2 separate regions of the Bombyx mori genome follow, and region 2 is linked to region 1. The links are chromatin contacts, called in public Hi-C maps. All regions are on one chromosome and are shown on one strand. The core of a region is the stretch at or near the end of the contact, and the rest is flanking DNA. Distances in the headings are between cores, read along the strand shown. Region 1 holds the start of LOC119629177. Region 2 overlaps LOC101737321 (pre-mRNA-splicing factor ATP-dependent RNA helicase PRP16).

Region 1 (5,469 bases), core at 2,049-4,548:
TCGATTTTAGAAAGTCCGGATAATTTAAGTTTAGAAGTAAGTATGTATTAAAACCAAAATCAATGTTTATTTATTCAAATACATTCATATTATTAGAATATTCATATAATTATACGCTTCTAAATAATGTAGCATAGGTTTCAGTGTAGTTACAACGGCTGCCCCACTCTTCAAACCGATATTCATTACTGCTTCACGGCAGAAATAGACAGGGTGGTGGCATCTACCCGCGCGCACTCACAAGAGGTCCTACCACCAGTAATTACGCAAATTATAATTTTGCGGGTTTGATTTTTATTACACGATGTTATTCCTTCACCGTGGTAGTCAATCGTGAACATTAGTGGAGTACGTATTTATTAGAAAAATTGGTACCCGCCAGCGGGATTCGAACACCGGTGCATCGCTAGATACGAATGCACCGGACGTCTTATCCTTTAGGCCACGACGACTTCAAATATCTCAAGATATGTGGCGACATTTACGTCGTAGATGTCTACGGCCTCCGGTAACCACTTAATACCAGCTCGTCCACCCAAATAAGCAATAAAATAAATAAAAAAGTTCAGCGAGCGTCTACACGGTATGGACTCGTGTCGAGACTACGCGACGAGAGCGGACGAGAGCCACACGCGACAACGAAACGAGCGTGTAAAGCCGGCATGACATGACATAAAACATTGATAACATACTTCAATCGATGGTTCGGCAGCGAGCTTGTGGCATCTCGCATGAGAAGCACGCGCGACGCAATTATGTCACGAACGACACGAGCGCAAATTAAACTGGCAAATTGGATTTTTTCATTACTTAGATTAGTGGCAAAGCTCACGGTCAACCTAGTGTTAATTGTTACTGGAGCCCATAGACATCAGCAACGTAAACGCCGCCATCCACATCGAGATATGAGTACTGCTTGAGGCAGAAATTAGGCAAGGTGGTGATACCTACTCGTGCGGGCTCACAAGACGCCCTACCACTGGTAATCACGTCAAATATAATTATCAATGAAATTTAACCAAGCAAATAACGTAAACACAATTAATACTGGTAATTAATAATAATAATTTTTACTGGTGGTAGGACCTGTTGTGAGTCCGCGCGAGTAGGTACCACCGCCCTGCCTATTTCTGCCGTGAAGCAGTAATGCGTTTCGGTTTGAAGGGCGGGGCAGCCGTTGTAACTATACTGAGACCTTACAACTTATATCTCAAGGTGGGTGGCGCATTTACGTTGTAGATGTCTATGGGCTCCAGTAACCACTTAACATCAGGTGGGCTGTGAGCTCGTCCAACCATCTAAGAAAAAAATAAATAATAATAATAATTTAAAACCATGATTAAATTTCAGAGAGAGTCATTAAAATCTATGGGCTTAGTACGTAACTTGCACGGAGCAAACAGAATATCGCATGAATCACCGCGTCAGTCTTAGCCGGCTCGATAGATTCGAGTTTTGAAAACCGAATCGACAATTACAAAACTGGTATTCGAAACACGTTTTCCATGGCATTCACGAACTTATTATTCTGTACTATTTTAATGTAACAGCCACGCCTCGTTGTGATTGTTATATTTTTTTTTGTCGTCGATATTAAGACTATATATGAAATCGAAATTTCTCGTATCTGCTTGGCGGTTAAAATCAAGCTGGTCAGTAAGCGTAGTAAAATTCATGAAATACCCCAAGCTGTCGAAACTTTTTTTTTTTTATTGCTTGGATGGATGAACGAGCTCACAGCCCATCTGGTGTTAAGTGATTACTGGAGCCCATAGACATCTACAACGTAAATGCGCCACCCACCTCGAGATATAAGTTCTAAGATCCCAGTATAGTTACAACGGCTACCCCACCCTTCGAACCGAAACGCATTGACTACTAAGACGCGACCCATAGCAAGTCGGTGACGCCATTAGAGACATTTTCAGTACCTACTGCCAAATTTACAAACGTTAACCCTGATACGATTATAATAAGAGCATCTTTACATTTGGAAGATGTTAATCGTGCGTAATTTAAATAAATTAAAATACCTACATAACGTTTTTATTGGAATTTGAGGTTTTGGGAAAGCAAGAAAGATTATTTTCTTTTGTATGCTTTCAATTACTTAATGTAGGTTATTTAATTGTAAACATAATTATAAAGGGTTCCTATCACGATTTTTGTTTTTAATGACTTTCCGATATTTCTACACAATCCACTTGTGATATCAGATTAATAATAATATTAGCTATTTTATATTTTAATGTTGTGTCCACAGTTTACACGGATGAGTTTGACATTTTTGAAACAGAAACGTTACAAGTACCGAAAATGAACGAAAAAGTTTCTCCGACATGTAAACAACAATGTATAATCAATTGTTATTACGGTATCGCAATAAAAACGGTACAAAAAATGTTGTTTCGCAGGTTGGCTGCCGGCTGGCGCCTTCATACCGCGAGTGGCGATGGCGGGAGAGGGGACTCGAGGGGAGGGGTGCTGCGGGGGGTGTGGCGCTCAGCACCGAGTGAGGTCAACCTCGGTGCATCGTAGTGATGTGGATCACATTTAATAATTAATTTCGTTGCTTAATTCTGCAAAAAGCGACAACGGTCTAACTAATGGGACAAAAGTGGAGACCCCAAGCGAATAATCAATTCAATTTTTTTTTTATTGCTTATATTTGTGGACGAGCCCACAGTCCGCCTGGTGTTAAGTGGTTACTGGAGCCCATAAACCTCTACAACGTAAATGCGCCACCCACCTTGAGATATAAGTTCTAAGGTCTAGGTATAGTTACAACGGCTGCCCCACCCTTCAAACCGAAGCGCATTACTGCTTCACGGCAGAAATAGGTAGGGCGGTGGTACCTACCCATGCGGACTCACAAGAAAGAAGTCCTAGCACCAGTAAAATAGGGTAGGAACGTATAGATGACACATTTTTATGTAGTCGTGTACTTAATGTAGGTCAACGAATAACATTAAGTATAAAGGAAGAATTTAATATTAATATTCAATTACAAAAAATATTTTAAATTTTGAAAAATGTTCTTGGAAATGCACGGGTTTGGTTGTTCTTTGTACGTTAAATCGGCATAATTATGTAGTACATCTGGTAAATCTTTGCGTACGTACAGTAACACTATTGTTTTCACCTACTTTAATTCTCAAAATTTTGTTAACATGAATTAAAATATTTGTCGAATTTCAATAGTACATGGACGATAAGCGAAATAACAGAGTTGAACGTTACGTTCCCAGCACTAGTGTGGACCGTCTTTACCTCCTCATCCCGCGTTCACCCCCTCTCTAGTATAAAGCGCGGGCCGACACGCGCGCCGCGTTTTTCGTTAGTGAGCTTCCATGTAACCGAGTACTGCGATACGCTCGATACCACGCGCCACAAATATTGTGAAAGTGCTGCTTGTTGTACGTGATTTGTAGAAGTGAGAGTACATTTGCCGCGAACGAGTCGCGAAGATTAAGAACAATTTCTAAACTATCGAATTCGAGAATTGTTTTTGAATTCGTCACAGGAGTGGGTTCAATGGAAGCGAGGTTCGTAACTTGCCGGAGTTTCCAGCAGATCAAGCCGCCCGAAAAGACCCTAGCGCCGCAGCCGACGGTGAAGGGCCTACTGTCCAGATTCGGGAGCCAGGCTCAAGCACTTTTCGCCCCCAAGAAGACACGTTTTGGTTCTTCGGTGGCCATCCACAAACTCCGCGAGACCAAGTGGTTTAAGCACGATGAACAGAACATATTATGCGCTGTTCTGGAATCAGGATTCATCCTCGAAGTGCGAGCTCAAGACCCTTTGCCGCCAGATTCGACTCTCTCACCAGACTACCATATGTACGCCGTCGCCATGTGGAAGAAGGGTAAAGGTGTGTACAGTTTTCGATCATAGATTAGTATTGAACCGCTTTTGACTGATTTACGAATTGCGAAACATTGAAATGAGGGCGTTATAGCCAATGCATACGTGTGTACAATACGAGTCTCGAGGCGAGACTAAGATTTACTAAATAAAGTTGGCATGGTGCAGTCATGGCCGCACGTCGCGTCGCCGGTCGCATACACAATAGCATTTGTAAATAATTCATGTAGAAACGTTTACGCCTACGCTTGAATGTTTACATTAATATCGGCGTGTGATGAATTTAAAATGTAATGTTAATATATGTCCGGTCTATTTAAGATATATCGATGAATGGATAGTGCCTTGCACTGATTTGAACGCGGTTAATGATTGTAAAATTAATTTAGTTCCTTAATCAAATGCTATCTAATTTTCCAACAGAAAAAACAAAGAACCCCGAACAGATAGACGTGTACACGGTTCAACAGAAAGGTGTGAGAAAACGTGTGATAAAAACAACGTTAAGCGCATTCTGGAAGCAAGACTCTGTTATACGCATCAACAACGTGGACGACAAACAGGAGACACCGAACAGCGAAAAAGATATCAGATCTAAGGTGATTAATTATAACCAAATCGTTCTCTATGAGTCCACACTAGCATACGTACCAATGCAAAAAAAAAATCAACACTTTGTCAATACATTCTTAAAAAAATCCCCTAATTTTACGAGTCGCGTCAATTTTTACGATAAGATAATCTATGCCAAGTCCATACGTGGCCTTTAAGTTTGTAACAATGTTGAAACGCTAAAACATCTTCAAAGCAACCTCAGAAGGAACTCATTAATTGGAAACTGGTTTCGAAGGAAATGACATAACACAACCTTTAGATTCACGTGTTAAAATTTTAAATGATTTCATAATGTTGTGTTATAATAACGCTACCGGTTGATACTATAAAAACGCCTTAATGTTTATGAAACATACATAAACTGTGAAGTAAACATTGTTGATAATTCGATCGTGAAGACGTGACTCGCAATTGGTTCGGCGAAGATTTTTTTATCTGTAAACGTACTCCATTTTAAATGCAAATCTAGTTTGCCTCCTTCACACAAAAAAGGGTTCGATGAAATATTAACGCTTCAATGCCTTTTCCATATTTTCTAGAGAATTCTATCCGATAAATTTCTTATCAGCGTTTTTGTTTAATTTCACGCAAGTCCGAGCCCTTAAGTCTATCAGCACATTTTCTGGAACTTTCAAGTTCTCTTTTCGAAAACGTAGGCCTTCGTCAGCATTGGAAACCATCTTATTTCAGATGACGAAAGCATCGTCGCTTTCGTTTTATGCATACTGTGGGCACAATTGAACGTTCGGACGGCTACTAAGGCGAAGCTTCTACTGATTGCAGTTGGATATGGCAACTAAGTCCAGATTCGAGAGAAACTGGCATAATACCCTGCATTTCGTCCATTGGTGCCGTTACGGTGAGACGCCGCAAGAAGCTCGCATGAGACAGGTAATTTAAACCCACATAACGCAACATTCGATGATGTTCTAGAATTCTTCATAGTCCAGCTGTTCATACCTACTAGCGGAAATAGAGAACCAGCGCCAT
Region 2 (5,469 bases), core at 2,178-4,677, 56 kb before region 1:
GACATTATTAAACTCAAACAAATGTAAATTGCATATTTAGGTTTGTAATGCTTTTTATCGACGGATAATTTATAGATATATGTAGTTGCCAGAATACGCAGGAGAGAACGACATTATACGCAAATTCCCGACACTGTCATTATTCAAGTTAAAAAAATATAAAAAAATGTGCCTTTCTAATTTAAACTTCGTACAGTATATAAATACCCAATAAATTTAAACCTTAATAAAAACAAAGATTCAAAACAACTGGCGTTAATGTGAGAGTTATATATTTATCTGAAGTTTTTATTCCCACGACTAGAAAACCAAATGTCACAGCGACGTCAGGAACTGAAGTGCAGTATTAAAGTGTAAATCGAGCTTAGGACCAGCACCACATTTATAGGAGGTTGTAATAATCGCAATGTTATTATTATTGTATGTTAGTGTTTTATATCCGGTAAATATTCTATAGCCAGTAAATCCTATGTAAATATTCTAAAGTTAAATTTTAAAATCTGGAAACGAGAAGACTAGTTTAAAAATATTCTAAGCACAAAAGAAATGTTTGGAGTTTCGATCTTGGAAATTGTGGTTTAATTTTTAACAAATGTTGACATATATAATTAGTAGACAACGATAAACCGTATTATCTTTATACAAGCGACAAAGGCCTTGAACTAATTAAAAATAGCGTTTTCGGGTTCGCATTCACACAGAACGCGCTAACAAACGGTATTATTGTGGATTTAATACTAGAGACATAATGTTTATAAATGTAGATACTACATGATATCGAATACGCTTTCACCCCGTATTTGGTTAAAGCGACATTTTTGCAACTTAACAGGAGAGCCATTTAAATTTTAAAATTTGGGAAAAACATATCATAACAAAAAAACTTCTTCAGATATTTGAATGGAGTAAACTTAATTGAAGTTCAATTAAAAACATCGAATCGTTCATGCTAATCACTACATAGTATAAAACAAAGTCGCTTTCTCTGTCTCTATATCTGTCCCTATGTGTGCTTAAATCTTTAAAACTTTTAAAATTGCGCAACGGATTTTGATGCGGTTTTTTTAATAGATAGAGTGATTGAAAAGGAAGGTTTATCTCTATATATTAATACGTGAAGCAAATACTTTGTATCCCTTTTTATGAAAATTGCGCGGACGGAGGAGTATGAAATAATGCATAAAAGATACATTAAATTAATAAAGAAAAACTTACACACACTACATACCACATATTTGACGCACACACGCATGCATACTATTTATTGTCAAACTTTTGTTTTTGGCATCTGTTGTCAAATTGAGAATAGATTAAATATTGTTTGCAAAGGTTAATATTTTTTATAGTGTAGTCTTTGCGAAATTGTGATTATAGAAGTATAAAATACAATCATAATAGTGTACAAACTAACGATTCCAATTAATTATAGTCGAATTTCGACTACTGCAGGACCTCTAGTATATATAATAACATCCATTAAATAGTGGAGAAATCAATAATAAATTACAGTTTCCGAAGCGAAGCGAGGGCGGGTCGCTAGTACCGAATAAAACGCACCTTTAATTACAAAGATAGATGTCGTATATTAAGTGAAATGTCGTTAACGAAATAGCCTTTAACCCCTCGATATGAAAGGACGTGAGGATATTTGTAAATCTACCCCCAAGATAAATTCGTATAACATTCATTCTCAAGCTCTTCGAGACATATGCTTCCGATGAATCATTGCGCGGTTGCAGGATGTTAGATCTTAAAATAGAATATGTTGTGTGAAGATACTCAGAGTATCGAACGAAAATGGATTTCACATGGTACGACTATTAGAACATTCTAAAATACAATCTCATTAACAAAAACATAATTTCGTGCTATTATTTTATTTACGACCGATCCTTAAGAGCCTTTCTGGACAGAGAATGATACTAAAGCCATTTTATAGCCAGTGTGCTTAGTGAGAGTTTTTTAATTACTCGATCGCGTACACTACTAATACTGCGCTGGCGCTATGACCCCGGAGTGGGTCTTGGCCTCCGATAATAAACGTTGCCATTCATCCCGGCGCTGCGCAACACCTTGCCAGTCCGACACTTGGAGCTCTCGTAAATTTCGTTCCACAGTGTCAGATCAGCGGTACTTAGGCCTTCCTACAGGGCGGCGTCTCTTTTTTATTTTCCTTGTAGACAGACTAGCATATGGGCCACCTGATGGTGAATGGTAGCTCATGGACTTCGGCAATGCCAAGGGCAGGGCCAAGTCGCTACCTATCGTTAAGTACTCTCCACAAGCCTCGTATGAAGAAGGATAATTCATAGAGCTCGGGAAATACCGTGGAGGGGAGCTCATTCCAAGGCCGGATGGTACGCGGCAAAAAAGATCTCTGGAAACGCACTGTGGATGAACGCAGTAATTATATTCTCTATGATGCTACTACGTTTACGGTGTATATCACTGGTGGTAGGACCTCTTGTGAGTCCGCACGGGTAGGTACCACCACCCCGCCTATTTCTGCCATGAAGTAGTAATGCGTTTCGGTTTGAAGGGTGGGGCAGCCGTTGTAACTACATTGAGACCTTAGAACTTATGTCTCAAGGTGGGTGGCGCATTTACGTTGTAGATGTCTATGGGCTCCAGTAACCACTTAACACCACGTGGGCTGTGAGCTCGTCACCCATCTAAGCAAAAAAAAAAACATCCTAATGATACTTATTTAGGCTCAAGTAATAAGCAATAACCATCTAAGCAATAAAAAAAAATATTTCTCCGGAGGCCGCATTGTTTTTCAGGCCATTTTCTTTGTCACCAACGGGCTGACGGCTCATTGATTATTGGCAGTCCAAAAAAAAACGCACGACTGCTTCCCGCCAGAAATACTTATAATTCACCGCATTACTAGTAATTACGCAAATTTAAAAATATTTCGACTTCATATTTTTATTATACTTACTATGTTATGATCACGTGTTAAGTGCGTATTCATCATGTAATTATCTTGTTGGATTACCGGAGTGATTTTCAAACGTATGCATTATGTGTAGTCGTTTATAAATAAAAGATGATCCATGACATGAATATCAAATTGCATTGTGGTTGCAGAGGACACATATAAACTCGTTTTAAGCTTGTATCACATCATCGGATTTTTCATAAAGCATAGAATCATAAAAAAATACCCGAATTGAATTAAATTCGAGTCTTTTCAGTAAAAGAATTGCTTAAAACCACGATTTCTTTTACCGAAAACGTTAAATAAGATTTCGAATAGTTGAATATCTCTCCGTAACTCACAAAAAATACCTTACACTCCCCCTGGCATCACAGCATACTGCGTAAGTGTCAACAAACCGTTGAAAGGCTGAAATATATAATATAATGTTTTCCTCCGTTTTCAAGTACAATGTGCGTAAAACAATGATATCTCCGCAAAACGTCAAGGCAGTTCACCCTTCTACGTAACAAGTTCAACTCCGTTTGTGAATATTTATTGTACCGACATTGAAGTTTATTTTTAAAACATGTTTCAATGTTTTGAACTTTCATTACGTGCTAACGAAATTTCTCGAGACTTATTTTTCATTTTGTAATATTTTTGTTACCGTCGCCATATTCGGTGGTATTTGGTATTTGGTCAATGTATTTGGAAATGAGAACTCTGCGGACATTCTTATCATTTACATAAGTTTCGACGAATATACTGATGAGTATTAATAATAGACTCTTACATCTTTTTTCCGAAGAGGTAGACTAAAATTGGCGAATTATCGTTCAACCTATATCATGTAATACTCGTATGACAACTATAAGGGCCCATGCGCTGGGAATGACTTGCCCATTTATAAATAATGCTAACGTTGATAATCGTTTTTTTTATTATTTATGTACACACAAAAAAGAAGACATAGTACAGAGTAATAGGAAAATTATGTACAAAGGCACTGCTTATTTCTTTAAGAAATTTGGCATTGCTGAAGTCCATGGGCGACGGTAACCACTCACCATCAGGTGGGCCGTATGCTCGTCTGCCTACAAGGGCAATAAAAAAAAAAAAAAAAAGAAATCTCCTTTCATATAAACTTAATATATTATTTAACTAGCGACCCGCCCTCGCTTCGCTTCGGAAACTGTAATTTATTATTGATTTCACCGCTGGATGTAATTATACATATAAACCTTCCTATTCAATCACACTATCTATAAAACGCATCAAAATCCGTTGCGTAGTTTTAAAGATTTAAGCACAGGGACAGACAGATATAGGGACAGAGAAAGCGACTTTGTTTTATACTATGTAGTGATATATTATAATTTTATATAAATACTATAATTTTTTATATAAATCTACGACTGGAAATCGTGCCATTTTATCGAACGCCAGCGAAATGCTTCCGGTTCCCATTTTTGAACCAAACCGCAGTTTCCGGACCTCGGTAATAAAGTTGAAAGAACTTGTCACGGACGCACATTAATGTTTTGCTTATCGTTGACGATTATGGTATCATAGTTGCCCTATTTTCATAGTTAGCTAAGTTTTTTTTTAGCAGTTACTTTGGAGTTGTTTGGTTTCTTTTGGAGGCGCTTGGGTAGCTGTTAGCAAATCTCACCCCTTTTTGTTCGCCCACCTACCCTGGTAAAACTGGAAAGGCCTCCGGGTCACCCAGTAATCTCTCAAACATAAAAAAGTGTTTTTTTTTCATTTATCATTGTTCGAAACTTGCTCTTTAATGTGAGCAGTCTCGAAAATGTGAAAGGTAACCTATATGTAACACTTCGCAGTAGCTTTTTTTGTTTCTATAATAGTTGAGGGGAAATCTTCTCGATCGCTTTGGGCAGGCAACGGAGGCTTATTAATCTTTCACTAAAAACGGTGAAGTGACTGCACTGTCGTATACATTACTATTACTTAGAGTAGTATTTTTGAGTATTTGGTACGTACGACAAAATCTGAAGTTTTATTACAATGGTATCTATCTACATAAGCAATAACAATAATTTTCTTTATTAATCTTTTTTTTAATTTTTTTATTGCCTTTGTAGGCAGACGAGCATACGGCCCACCTGATGGTGAGTGGTTACCGTCGCCCATGGACTTCAGCAATGCCAAGGGCAGAGCCAAGCCGCTGCCTACAATCTTGGTTGTATGTAATATAAATATAAATACATAGCTATTTGACGGGCAGTAATAAAGGTTTTATTCAAGTTACCTGGTTACCCTCCGCTGTGACTATCCCTAGCTGTTTGCAAAAAAAAAACCGATAGATTTTCCAAAAATATTTTCGACGCTAACTTTGCAAAATAGTAGTAGGTGGTAAAATTATGAACACAATCAAACATTACATCGGTCGAGCTATTCTCGAGTGATGCTTTATTATGCATGTAATTTAGCAAGGTTTTTTATTTCTAGATTTATTTATTTCTATAGATGTAAAATGAATAGCTAGAAAAATATGATATTTTAGATAATATTTTTACTGG

Evidence for each region. Hi-C and Micro-C count contacts between places; a contact is called where the count stands out from the background.
Region 2: a contact with region 1 is called in a Hi-C map of whole pupa, with 4 times the contacts expected there. The contact joins the enhancer-like site here to the promoter of LOC119629177 in region 1. A contact is called at or near these places in 3 of 7 Hi-C or Micro-C datasets (middle silk gland, posterior silk gland and whole pupa).

The regions. Positions count from the first base shown.
Region 1 is chr11:18,342,890-18,348,358 of ASM3026992v2, reverse strand. It overlaps LOC119629177, which reads left to right and starts at 3,298. Exons shown (of 4, transcript XM_038014209.2): 1 at 3,298-3,871; 2 at 4,288-4,463; 3 at 5,263-5,370. The coding sequence starts at 3,535. The region is part of intron 11 of LOC101737321 (pre-mRNA-splicing factor ATP-dependent RNA helicase PRP16); the gene reads right to left.
Region 2 is chr11:18,399,384-18,404,852 of ASM3026992v2, reverse strand. The region is part of intron 11 of LOC101737321 (pre-mRNA-splicing factor ATP-dependent RNA helicase PRP16); the gene reads right to left. Among protein-coding and RNA genes, the nearest start is that of LOC101737172, 42 kb to the left of the region's middle. Within about 2 kb of position 3,427, at least 2 of the 8 cell types and tissues checked have open chromatin away from gene starts, as enhancers often do.